Linked DNA regions of Mus musculus: region 1 is linked to region 2. The links are chromatin contacts, called in public Hi-C maps. All regions are on one chromosome and are shown on one strand. The core of a region is the stretch at or near the end of the contact, and the rest is flanking DNA. Distances in the headings are between cores, read along the strand shown.

Region 1 (5,021 bases), core at 1,362-3,861, 96 kb before region 2:
TCACATACAGGAGTTTCTGATATGAGGTTGTCAACCTGGCCCAGGTGTCACTCATGGGTGAGTCACTCACCCATGACTAGGGACCTCCAGCACGTTAGAAATCCAATTCATTTAGTATTCAAGCTAAACTAACCACTTTTCTTCTATTTGAATCCATGTACTTTATATCTTTAAAACCTACCAACAAAAGAACACATGGCAGCTCTTTCCTTGAAGTTTTAAAGAGCCATGCCACATCCCCTTAAGATTCTCTCATTTATACACAGCAAACACTTTCTTCAAAGTTAATGTTTTCATAAAATTCTCCTCCGATGAGAGGAAAGGTTATTATTGTATATATTTTTTTCAAATGTCTTTACAAAACTCTGAAGAAATATATGTGTCCATGAGCCCTTCATTGAAACTCTGAATAAAGATCAGGACCTCAGATGAGGTTATCCCAGACGGGTTCATGAACCACTTACATTGGGGCCAGACAGTCTATCCAATGAGTCCCGGTCCTTTGTGCTTTTGGTGTGTTTGACTGAAGTGGCATATTTGACCCTCTGGTCAGTATTAGTGAGAAGAAAGCAGAAATAAAATTCAGTACAGAACATGAATGTCCCCCTGCAAACAGGAGGCAACTCCCTGGCCTTATAGACATGAAGGTGACAGGTTGTTTCCAGTGTCAAATAATGAGTCTTTTAGTGAGTCACTGGGATGCAAGGGTGTCTGAACAGTGAGGCACTCCTAGCTTGGTGGAGTCACTGGGTTTGATCTCCAGAAGCACAAGAGATTTAAAGAAAGGAAGATACTGAGTAAATTTAGAAAGAAAAGCAAACAACTTACTATTAAATAATTTCTTTGCTTAGGATGTTAAAAAACAAATCGTTCCACCCCTCCACCACTCCCCTATGCCTAAGGAGTCCTGCTCTTTTTATGTCATGGAAATTATACTCCCAACAACCTATGGGGAACCCATCTTATGATTCCATCTGTAGGCAGAACATTGGAGCATTGCTCAAAGGCACAAAGTGTGAATTTGCAGATATACAAAATAACCAAGTGGATGCCACAATGATACTTTTATTTTACTGAGAATAGCTTACTTTGTGTGTGTAAGCGATGACTGATTCTTTCCCAATTGTATGCAAGATAAAGTATTTGGACTTTTAAACTAAACAACGATATTATAAGACTCATGGTTGGATCATGAGGCTTTTTTCTCTTTTTAACCTATTCACATATTTCATACATCATTGCTTCCTTTACTGTCCTCTGTAAAGCAGTACAGAGCCAAACATCACTCAGAGTCAGGGGAAACTTAGTCCTGAGCTGGCATTTCAGTCTCCCCTGTGTGGTAAAATCCAAGCAGTTGCCTTGCACTAATGCAACCTACAGCTGCCTTTGCTGGATGCAAGCAACACTGCACAATGTGGGGGTCACAGGTGCTGTGTGCAGACTCAAAAAGTATATGGCAGTCACCAAGTGGCAAACTTCAGGCTACTTTCTGAAGTCTGTTCACACGGGGATAACTGCTCTAGGCTGAAACAGATGGCAAATGCTGGTTACTAGAAGCAAGCACTCTATGAGAAAAGAAATGACCAGTAAGTCAATGGTACAGAGAGTAACAGTGTTTCCAAAAGTGCAGGAAGCTGAAAGTCAGATGGTGAGACATCTGGACAACAAGGCTTTGATCTCTGGTCAGAGAAGCTGTATCATATGAGGTGCTCCAATCCTTATGCTGGGCAAGCAGTTTATAAGCACTAGGAAAGGGGCAGAAGTTGCTGTTGCCAATGAGGGTTTGCAAATTGTTTGCATTTGGGCAGGGAAGCCACTCTCAGGACTCAACCAGCATTTCCTACAGACCAGGTGAAAGCCCCTTCATGGCCCCCTCCCCTTGAGCTGCTTTTCATAGCACAGGAGCTATTGAATACTGGCTTCTTGCCAAGTGGCTTTAAGGCGAGATTTGACGAAAATTACCAAGTACACACATCTACCCTCACCTCATTTTCCTTCTTCAGCGACTTCCCAGGCAGCTGTTCAAGAACTACATGTGTCCATTTACTGGATTGAAACAAGCAGCACAAGCATAAGGGGAGCCACACAAAGCATATGCTTTCCCAGCCCATCCTGATTTCCAAAACAGTGGGAGCTTAGCTCCTGGGGATACTGACAGGGCATCAGCTGCTTCTGCTTTGGAGGCAGGAGACCCCCTTCCCAGCCCCCAACCTCCCACACCCCGGCTTACCTGTTTCTTTGTGCTGAACCTCTGCCAGGTGCAAGTCATTCAAAAGGTGCTCCAAGATCTTCTCCGGGGTACCAGACACCACCACATATCTGTCAGAGAGCAGAGAGTCCACCGAGTCATCCTCCGTGGAAGACTGTGAGCGGCTGCTCCATTCATCGTCCTCATCTTCTTCGTCGATGTATTTGAAATAAGGCACATCGAAGGTAGGCAAGGGCAGCTGGCGCTCTGAGAGCGCCGCGGAATCTTTCCTCTCTAGAGGGGGGTCAAAGACCCGCAAGCGGGAGCTGCCCATTGTGAACAGTGCCTAACAAAGGCATCCCCTAAAGGCTATAAGATCTTGCCATCCTTGTCCTTTCACTGGGAACTGAGTCCATCTGGCTGCTAAGAGCTCTGCAGTCAGCTAGAACGCCGCCGGAGAGGCGGAGAGAAAAGAGGGAGGAGGAGGGAGGGTAGGGCAGGCGGCAGAGCGAGCGAGTGAGTGAGAGGGAGCTGGGAAGGGAAGCAGCCAGGGAAGGAAACCTGAGCGAGCGTGCTTGGGCTGCGGGGACTCTCACCTCGCGTCGTTCTCCGCACTCCCTGAGGTGGGGGCTGGGCCACAGCTTGCTACTTTCTTCAGCACCAGCACACTCTGGCCTTGCTCTTTAACCTGAACCATCGTCACTTCATCATCTTGCTTTAATTGTAGATCAGAGTGATGGATGAGAGAAGAAAAGGGGAAGAGAAAATTAAAAAGAAGCCAACTAGCCTCACCTCATTTCTTTAAAGACCTGGAATAAATTAGGAGTGTGGTCAGGCATCTAATAGTACAGAATCTAGGCTCAAGGTCTCTGGAAACACACACACAAAGCCTTAAAGACATAGGATGCTAAAGCAACCTGTGAGTGGGGGAGCAGGAATTAGGATTTGAAGGTTTTTTTTTTTTTTTTTTTTTTTGCTTTTTGCTTTTTTTGTTTGTTTGTTTTCAAGACAGGGTTTTGGAACTCACTCTGTAGACCAGACTGGCCTCGAACTCAGAAATCCGCCTGCCTCTGCCTCCCAAGTGCTGGGATTAAAGGCCCATGTCCGGCGGATTTGAAGATTCTATTTTTAAACCTACCTCCAGGAGTAATTGGATTTAGAGAATAGAACGTTTAAAGTTTCAAAATGTACAGCATACTAGCTGCATTTGTACTACTGTCCTTACCTGGATTGAAAACTACAGCATACCTACTATTAAATACTAAGATAAGGAGTAAAGACTTGCTTTAAACCAGGGGCAAAGGGCTATCCACTGGATCATTCAGGTCAAGCCTCCTCCACCTCCTTCCAATTGTGTTGTCCGCCCCCACCCCCCATGCCTGCACTTCATCTGGACTTTCAAATTCATCAGGTACTTGTTTTACCAGAATACAAGCAAAAATGGATCTCTAGTTAGAATCTCATCCCAGCTGAAGTTCTGACGTCATGGGCCACTGCACTGACTTTCTTCATCTCTGTCCCTTTTAAAAGAGTCTAGGAGCTTAACTATCATTCATTTCTGCACACACAGCTTCCATAGAGCAGAGCCAATGTGTCTGTCTGACCTGGCTCAGTCAGGGGACAGTCCCTGCTGACCCAGCAGTACAGACCCAAGTCTAAGCCATGGGTACAAACTTTCACAGCATTTGCTATAAAACTCTCCCAATGTGTAGCACCCAGTCATAGGAAGACAGCCAGAGTCAGTAAAAGAACATTAAAAGGCAAATAAGAAAGGCTATCTTCTATGTTGCTGATGACTTGGGAAAAAAACAAAACAAAACCCAAGGTTAGAGTAAGAAAAGTTGACAGCTTCCTCTGAAAGATGTCAACTCTTTGCAAAGGAGCTCTGTGCTAGCTAGCACCGTTCTGCTGACAAGATCCTACCTATAACTAGGTGCAGACACAGAGAAGGATACCCTGCTCTCTTTCCTGTGTGGATAAAAGGAGCCTTATCGTGTGCTGTGCTGTGTAATTGCTTCTATAGGCCCATCACTGATCAGTGTATTTATTCTCTTTTTAAAAGACTAGAAAGGTACCAATATCAGCAAATCACCCACAGAAAAATGAGACTGTGTCCTCAACCCCTAATTTCTAAGAAAATGTAAATCTTCCTGGATTTTTCTTTTAAAAAAGGCAAACAATATTGGTGATCCTGGAAAACAGCAGTATAATTGTATGTTCATTCTTTTAAGATCTCGTATGGACAAATAATTTTGCTATGTAGAACTGATGTATTATGTTTCAGCAAGGTCAGACACATGGTGTCTGTGGCAATTAATGCTGGATATTCATTGTTCAACTCCCCAAGGAGGCCAGTGTGACTCCTGTAACATGAATACCAATGTGTAATTGCTATCTTTTCATTTCTCCAAAGCAGTTCTTTTGTTATCCATGTGGCTGAAGTGAACTAAAGTGGCTGGAGAGAGGGGCATACATGGTGCAAAGGTGGGGGGGGGGGGAGAAGAAAGCTGGTACGAGACACGTGGAATCAGACAAATAATTCTATTATTTGAAAGAACAGATGTGAGAAGGCAAAGTCTTTCCCCAGCTCCCTCTAATCGTAAGCCAATATTCATCTTATATGAGCCACTGTCATTCTGAAGTACATTTTACATCCTATGTGCATGTGATATATGGCATTATTAACTTCTGCAGGCTGCACACATACATATGGATGGGCAGGACTTTGCTAATGTCTGTGTAAGTGATATGTATGACATGGCTGTGCACACAGCAGTCATACTTTACTGGGCAGGAGAATAGCTGAGTCGGATTGATATACTATCAATAGCAT
Region 2 (5,425 bases), core at 568-3,067:
AACTACTTTTCAGAAAGAAAGTCACAACCTTCAAATCCGAGGAAGGAATACAAGCCAATGCCTTTATAAGAACAGCGAGAAGCAGCTATGGAGCTCGGCTAAGCTTGTCACCCACCTTAATTGCTGGTGTTGCAGCTAAAGTTTTGAACCACTACCTAACTAAATATCTGCAGAAGAAACTGAGCATTTCATCTTCACATGTCTTTTTAAAAGATACCCATACAATGAGTATTTCTAAAAACAATCCTTATTATTAAATAGGAGGCTATACTGAGAAGAGATTTAAAACCCTACATAACTCAAACCATTGAATTGGCTTATATAATTTGGCTCAGTAAATTGAACAGATCTGAAAGGAAATTAAGAACCAAGTACACCACAGAGCATAACACTGAACTTATGTGTCTGCATCTACCCATCTCTGCAGCAAAACACTGACTGCCTGTGCCTTTCTAGGTTTCTCAGACTCAAACCAATAGTTTCCTGATTATAAAAGACTACAGGTCCCAGCTTCCCTTGAAGTTCCAGAAAGGAGGGACCACAGTGTGGAAGCCACTTCTGCCTCTATAAGAAGCCATATTCCACCTTCTGTACAAATGACTAACAGAACTTGCCCCTCATGATGAAGAAACATGGTCCCGCATAAGGTCACAGCACACGGCTCTTCCGTTCTACCTTCTGTGTCTCTATAGCTGCCTTAAGTAATCTATCACAAACAGCACCTGAAAGTTTAGTTAGCAGCCATGAAGCAGTTTGCAGTAACACAGTCTCAGCTGTGAATCTGTTTTCAAAAGGCCACAGGGAGGAGCTATGGGGTTTTTTTGGTTTTTGGTTTTTGGTTTATGGGGTTTTTTTTGTTGTTGTTGTTTTTTGTTTTGTTTTGTTTTGTTTTTGTTTTTGTTTTTGTTTTTTTTGGTTGGTTGGTTGGTTGGTTAGTTAGTTGGTTGGTTGGTTTTTCGAGACAGCGAGGAGTTATGATCCCAAGGTTTGCTCATGTCTCTACCACTGCTGCTGGTTATCTCATGAGCAGCCACTGAGCTATTGTTGCCTTACTGAAAAATAATTGCAACCTTGCTCAGAGGCAGAACTATCTTCTATCATACTCCCAGCACAAAACACGCCCTGGCAAAAACATTTCTGAAGATAATTCAGGAGAGGCAGTGTGATACTCTCGCTGGGGTTGGCTGTAACCTGCAGCCTACTTTACCTCCTCAGTCACCATGGCTTTTACAGATTAACATCTAGAAGGCCTCTCTCTAGTTTCTAAATCCTGACCAGCATGCCTTGTTTTTCCACCTGTCTTCTCAGTGCCTCCTCACCCCACCCCCACCCCCCACAGGAATCATATGTAATTAAATTAACACCTTGCTGTCCTGTTCCTGCTCCCTTCTCTTTATGGTCCAGAGCACCCTGTGACCATCCATCCTTCCCGCACCCACTGCAGCGATCCAGCCATCAATCACCCTTTCATGCTTCTACCCCTGGTTCTGCTTCCTTCGGTTCAGGCCCTCAACTGCACTGGAATACATATCCATAGCCTCAGTTAACCCATTTGATTGACTCTGGTCTCTCTTGTCCTGTTCTGTCTCCTACAGACACCAAGATTTCCTTTCTAAAATCCAGATTCCTAGATGCCACCCAGAGTACCCTCACTGCCTACTGAGAACAGTTAAGTTTAAAAATAACCTTCCTTCCCTGCTAAGGGGGTCCCCAACTCCCTGCACCAGAAATTTCGTACATCTCAGGGAGCTCAAGGCAAACAGGCAAACAGTGGGGGAGCTGGAAAAACCAGGAAAGCAGCAACTGGTCCCTTACTCTGCTCCCAACACCCCACTGTGGCCACTTGGAACTTAACACCCTGCCCAGCTCTTTAATAAAATGCCAGAATGATAATGTTTGCTTAATATGGCAAATGTAGACAAATTCTTATTTTACATATGCAAAGAACGAAGCAACTCAGGAAAGACCAAGTTTTCACCATCAGATTAAGTAGGAAAAAAAGCAGATAAGGCAGGAAGGCAGCAAGTGCGCCATCTGCAGATTCCCCACTATCACTGGAACAAGAGAGGGAGAAAGCAAGAAGGGAGAGAAGCTGTGATTCTGGCTTGGCAAGTCATTAGTGCAGGGAAACAAAGAGACCCTGGGTGGAAGGCACCTTAAAGGACAGGGAAGTGGTCCTATGAAGAGGGAGCTCTGGCTGAGTATTGGTGGCTGCAGGAAGCGCTGGTCCAGCAGGTGTTTCCTTTAGGAATTACAGGGATGCTTCCCAAGGACTCTGCTTTCCAACAGAAGCAGAGCTAGTAGTTCTCCAAGGGAGTGAATGCACTGAGCTCCAGAGGCAGAGGCTTTTTAAAAGCCTGTGAAATCTAATAATACCTTAGAGTTCTACCATGTGGATGCAAGGATGGCAAAGTCTGTGTTCCTTGTCCCTTGACCTTGTAACCAGAAAACATTATACCCATGTTCACAACCCACACACACGCATACATACATGCACACACACGTGCACATACACATGTGCACACACAGACATACATACACACACAAACACACATGACATACACATACAAGACACATGCACACATACACACACTCATACACACAAATATACACATGCACACACATACAAATACACATGCACACACATATATACAAATACACAGACACACACAACACAAATATACATACATACACATATACACACATACACACATGCACACACACACATACTTGCACACACACACATGACACCCCACAGATCCTCACAACTTGCTCCTCTAACACTGAAGTCTCGATCTTCCTGTCCCACATATGCTTGCACACTCACATACACACACATGTGTGTACACACACACACATGTACACAGACACATCACACCCCAATACTCTCTTCCCACAGTGTTCCCTATCTTAATTGATGGCAGCATTATGTCTCTGGTTAGACATCATCCTTGACCCTCCGGTCCCTTCAACACTGAGGTACACTAGATATACATGCTATATCCATCCTGTACTGCCACTGTCTCTTCCTTCGAGGCATTCTTCTCACCTCTCACGATGTTGATCATTACTGCTGTAATCCTGGCCATGAAGCCAGGGTGGCCTTGAGAACATGTAAGTTAGAGCATGGCCTTCGTCCTCAATGCCTAGAGTCACATGAGAAGAGGGAACCTCAATTCACAGGTCAGACTGACCAGTGGCTGTGCCTTTGAGACACTGTCTGGATCGATGATTGATGTGGGAGGATCCAGCTGCATCATCACTAGACTGGACTAATGAATAAGAAAGCTGTCAACATGAGCTGAAGAGGAAGCTAGTACACAGGGTCCTTCCACGGCTTCTGCTTTAGTCCCTGCTTGATTTCCTGCCATGCCTTCCCTCAGTGATGGACTGTGACCTGGAAGTATAAGCCAAGCCTCTTCCTTCCAAGTTGCTTGGGGTCAGAGCGTTTTATCACAACAGAAAGCAAACTAGAAAAGCTTTTCTGTGCTCAAAAATCCTTACATTGCTTCCTATCTCACACAGATAAAGCGAAAACCATCTTTCGTGCAGAACCATATAACTAATAAAGGTTGAATCTATTCGAGGGAGACGGCATCACTGTTTGATCTGTACAAAGTCTGTGGTTATTAGCATCACCACTCACATGCACACACACACGTAAATACACACACACACACATAACACAAATATACATACATACATATATACATGCATACACATAAATGCACACACAACACAAATTCACATACATACACACACATGCACACACACATATAAACACAAACACATGACATACACACATGTACACACATACACACATATGCATACACACATATACCGGCGCGCACACACACACAACACCCCACAGATCCTCACAACTTGCTCCTCTAACAATGAAGTCTCAATCTTCCTGTCCCACACACAGAACACTGATGTGGTGGTAAGAACTGCTCATTTTACAAAGCAAATACCGATGGGAAAAGAAATTAAGACAGAAAAGAGATTCTTTTTTAATATAATGAATACAAGCTGACTTCTTCAGAGACTATTTTTCCATCGTCAGCCAGCTAGTTATGCTGACAGAAGAAAATTTCTGAGTAGCAATAAACTGTGGCTGTCATGGGCTTCCTGGGCCCTAGTACACAGTGATGATACCAATCGAAAGCTGACTCAAATCTGGTGTCCTTGGACATCTTTTTCACAGTTTATTTTGCAGATGCCTACCACTACTTCAAATACTGGTACAGCAGCCACAAAGGATCAAATTTTCCTGCAATTCCTGTACTGCTTTCAAATGTGGATGTGGCCTGGTAATGATGAGCAATCTGTTCCTATACCTGGATAAGTCTTGTCTAAGACAATGGAGATTTTGGGGGACTCCCCAACTCCATGGCTGTGGGAAGCCACATACCCATTACAAGATGGCGCTGGCTACCGCTGGCCACCGCCTGTAAGTTCGACTCTAGCTGCATATTTATCAAAAGATGGCCTAGTCGGCCATCACTGGAAAGAGATGCCCATTGGACAGGCAAACTTTATATGCCCCAGTACAGGGGAACGCCAGGGCCAAAAAATGGGAATGGGTGGGTAGGGGAGTGGGGGGGGGGGAGGGTGTGGGGGACTTTTGGGATAGCATTGGAAATGTAATTGAGGAAAATACGTAATAACGTCCACACATGGCTGCCAGAGTAATGAGAAATGGCAAAGACCAAGGCCAGTCTGATCTGATAACAGTCTAAAGAGATAAATGGAAACTTTCTTCACCTATGACCCAAGTGCAAAACATGCCAGTTCAATCATGAAAAAAATTTACTACTCAAAAAGTATTTGTTTACCCAGACAGTATTTTTTCCTCTCCAAATGTTCTGAAAATCTAATTAGGATAAGTCATAAGTACAAAGGGCAGATCTGGGACAGGAATGAATGGCAGAGCTGAACTTGAACCCCCAGGTCAGAGCTGTGAAGCATACACTAGGCAGGATTGAGAATTTCCTGTGCTGTTTATATGTGTCAGGGAGAAACTATGGCAGGGTAGGAGAGTGAGGGGCAGAGTAGGAGAGTAAGGGGCAGGGTGGGAGAGTGAGGGGCAGGGTAGGAGAATGAGGGGCAGGGTAGGAGAATGAGGGGCAGGGTAGGAGAGTGAGGGGCAGGGTAGGAGAGTGAGGGGCAGGGTAGAAGAGTGAGGGGCAGGGTAGGGGAGTTAGGGGTAGGGTAGGGGAGTGAGGAGTAGGGTAGAAGAGTGAGGGGCAGGGTAGGAGAGTGAGGGGCAGGGTAGGAGAGTGAGGGGCAGGGTAGAAGAGTGAGGGGCAGGGTAGGGGAGTGAGGGGCAGGGTAGGGGAGTGAGGGGCAGGGTAGTGGAGTAATGGGCAGGGTAGAAGAGTGAGGGGTAGGGTAGGAGAGTGAGGGGTAGGGTAGGGGAGTG

The links. A called contact is a pair of places that touch in the nucleus more often than the background predicts.
Region 1: a Hi-C map of rod photoreceptor shows a contact between it and region 2, with 2.1 times the contacts expected there. The contact joins two enhancer-like sites. A contact is called at or near these places in 1 of 39 promoter capture datasets (hippocampal neurons), 6 of 484 Hi-C or Micro-C datasets (bone marrow-derived macrophages, cerebral cortex, differentiating embryonic stem cells and 2 more), 5 of 115 datasets of contacts at active chromatin or transcription factors (embryonic hindbrain, embryonic stem cells, microglia and 1 more) and 3 of 9 other capture datasets (adipose tissue, liver and pancreatic islet).

Annotation. Positions count from the first base shown.
Region 1 is chr12:117,686,446-117,691,466 of GRCm38.p6, reverse strand. Rapgef5 (Rap guanine nucleotide exchange factor (GEF) 5) reads right to left here. Exons shown (of 26, transcript NM_001373989.1): 10 at 2,785-2,903; 11 at 2,231-2,319. Among named protein-coding and RNA genes, the nearest start is that of Cdca7l, 150 kb to the left of the region's middle. Within about 2 kb of position 2,611, at least 135 of the 459 cell types and tissues checked have an H3K27ac peak or open chromatin away from gene starts, as enhancers often do. A contact at or near this core is called in differentiating embryonic stem cells and rod photoreceptor, where this site is marked.
Region 2 is chr12:117,588,808-117,594,232 of GRCm38.p6, reverse strand. The region is part of intron 5 of Rapgef5 (Rap guanine nucleotide exchange factor (GEF) 5); the gene reads right to left. Among named protein-coding and RNA genes, the nearest start is that of Rapgef5, 58 kb to the right of the region's middle. Within about 2 kb of position 1,817, at least 16 of the 459 cell types and tissues checked have an H3K27ac peak or open chromatin away from gene starts, as enhancers often do. A contact at or near this core is called in differentiating embryonic stem cells and rod photoreceptor, where this site is marked.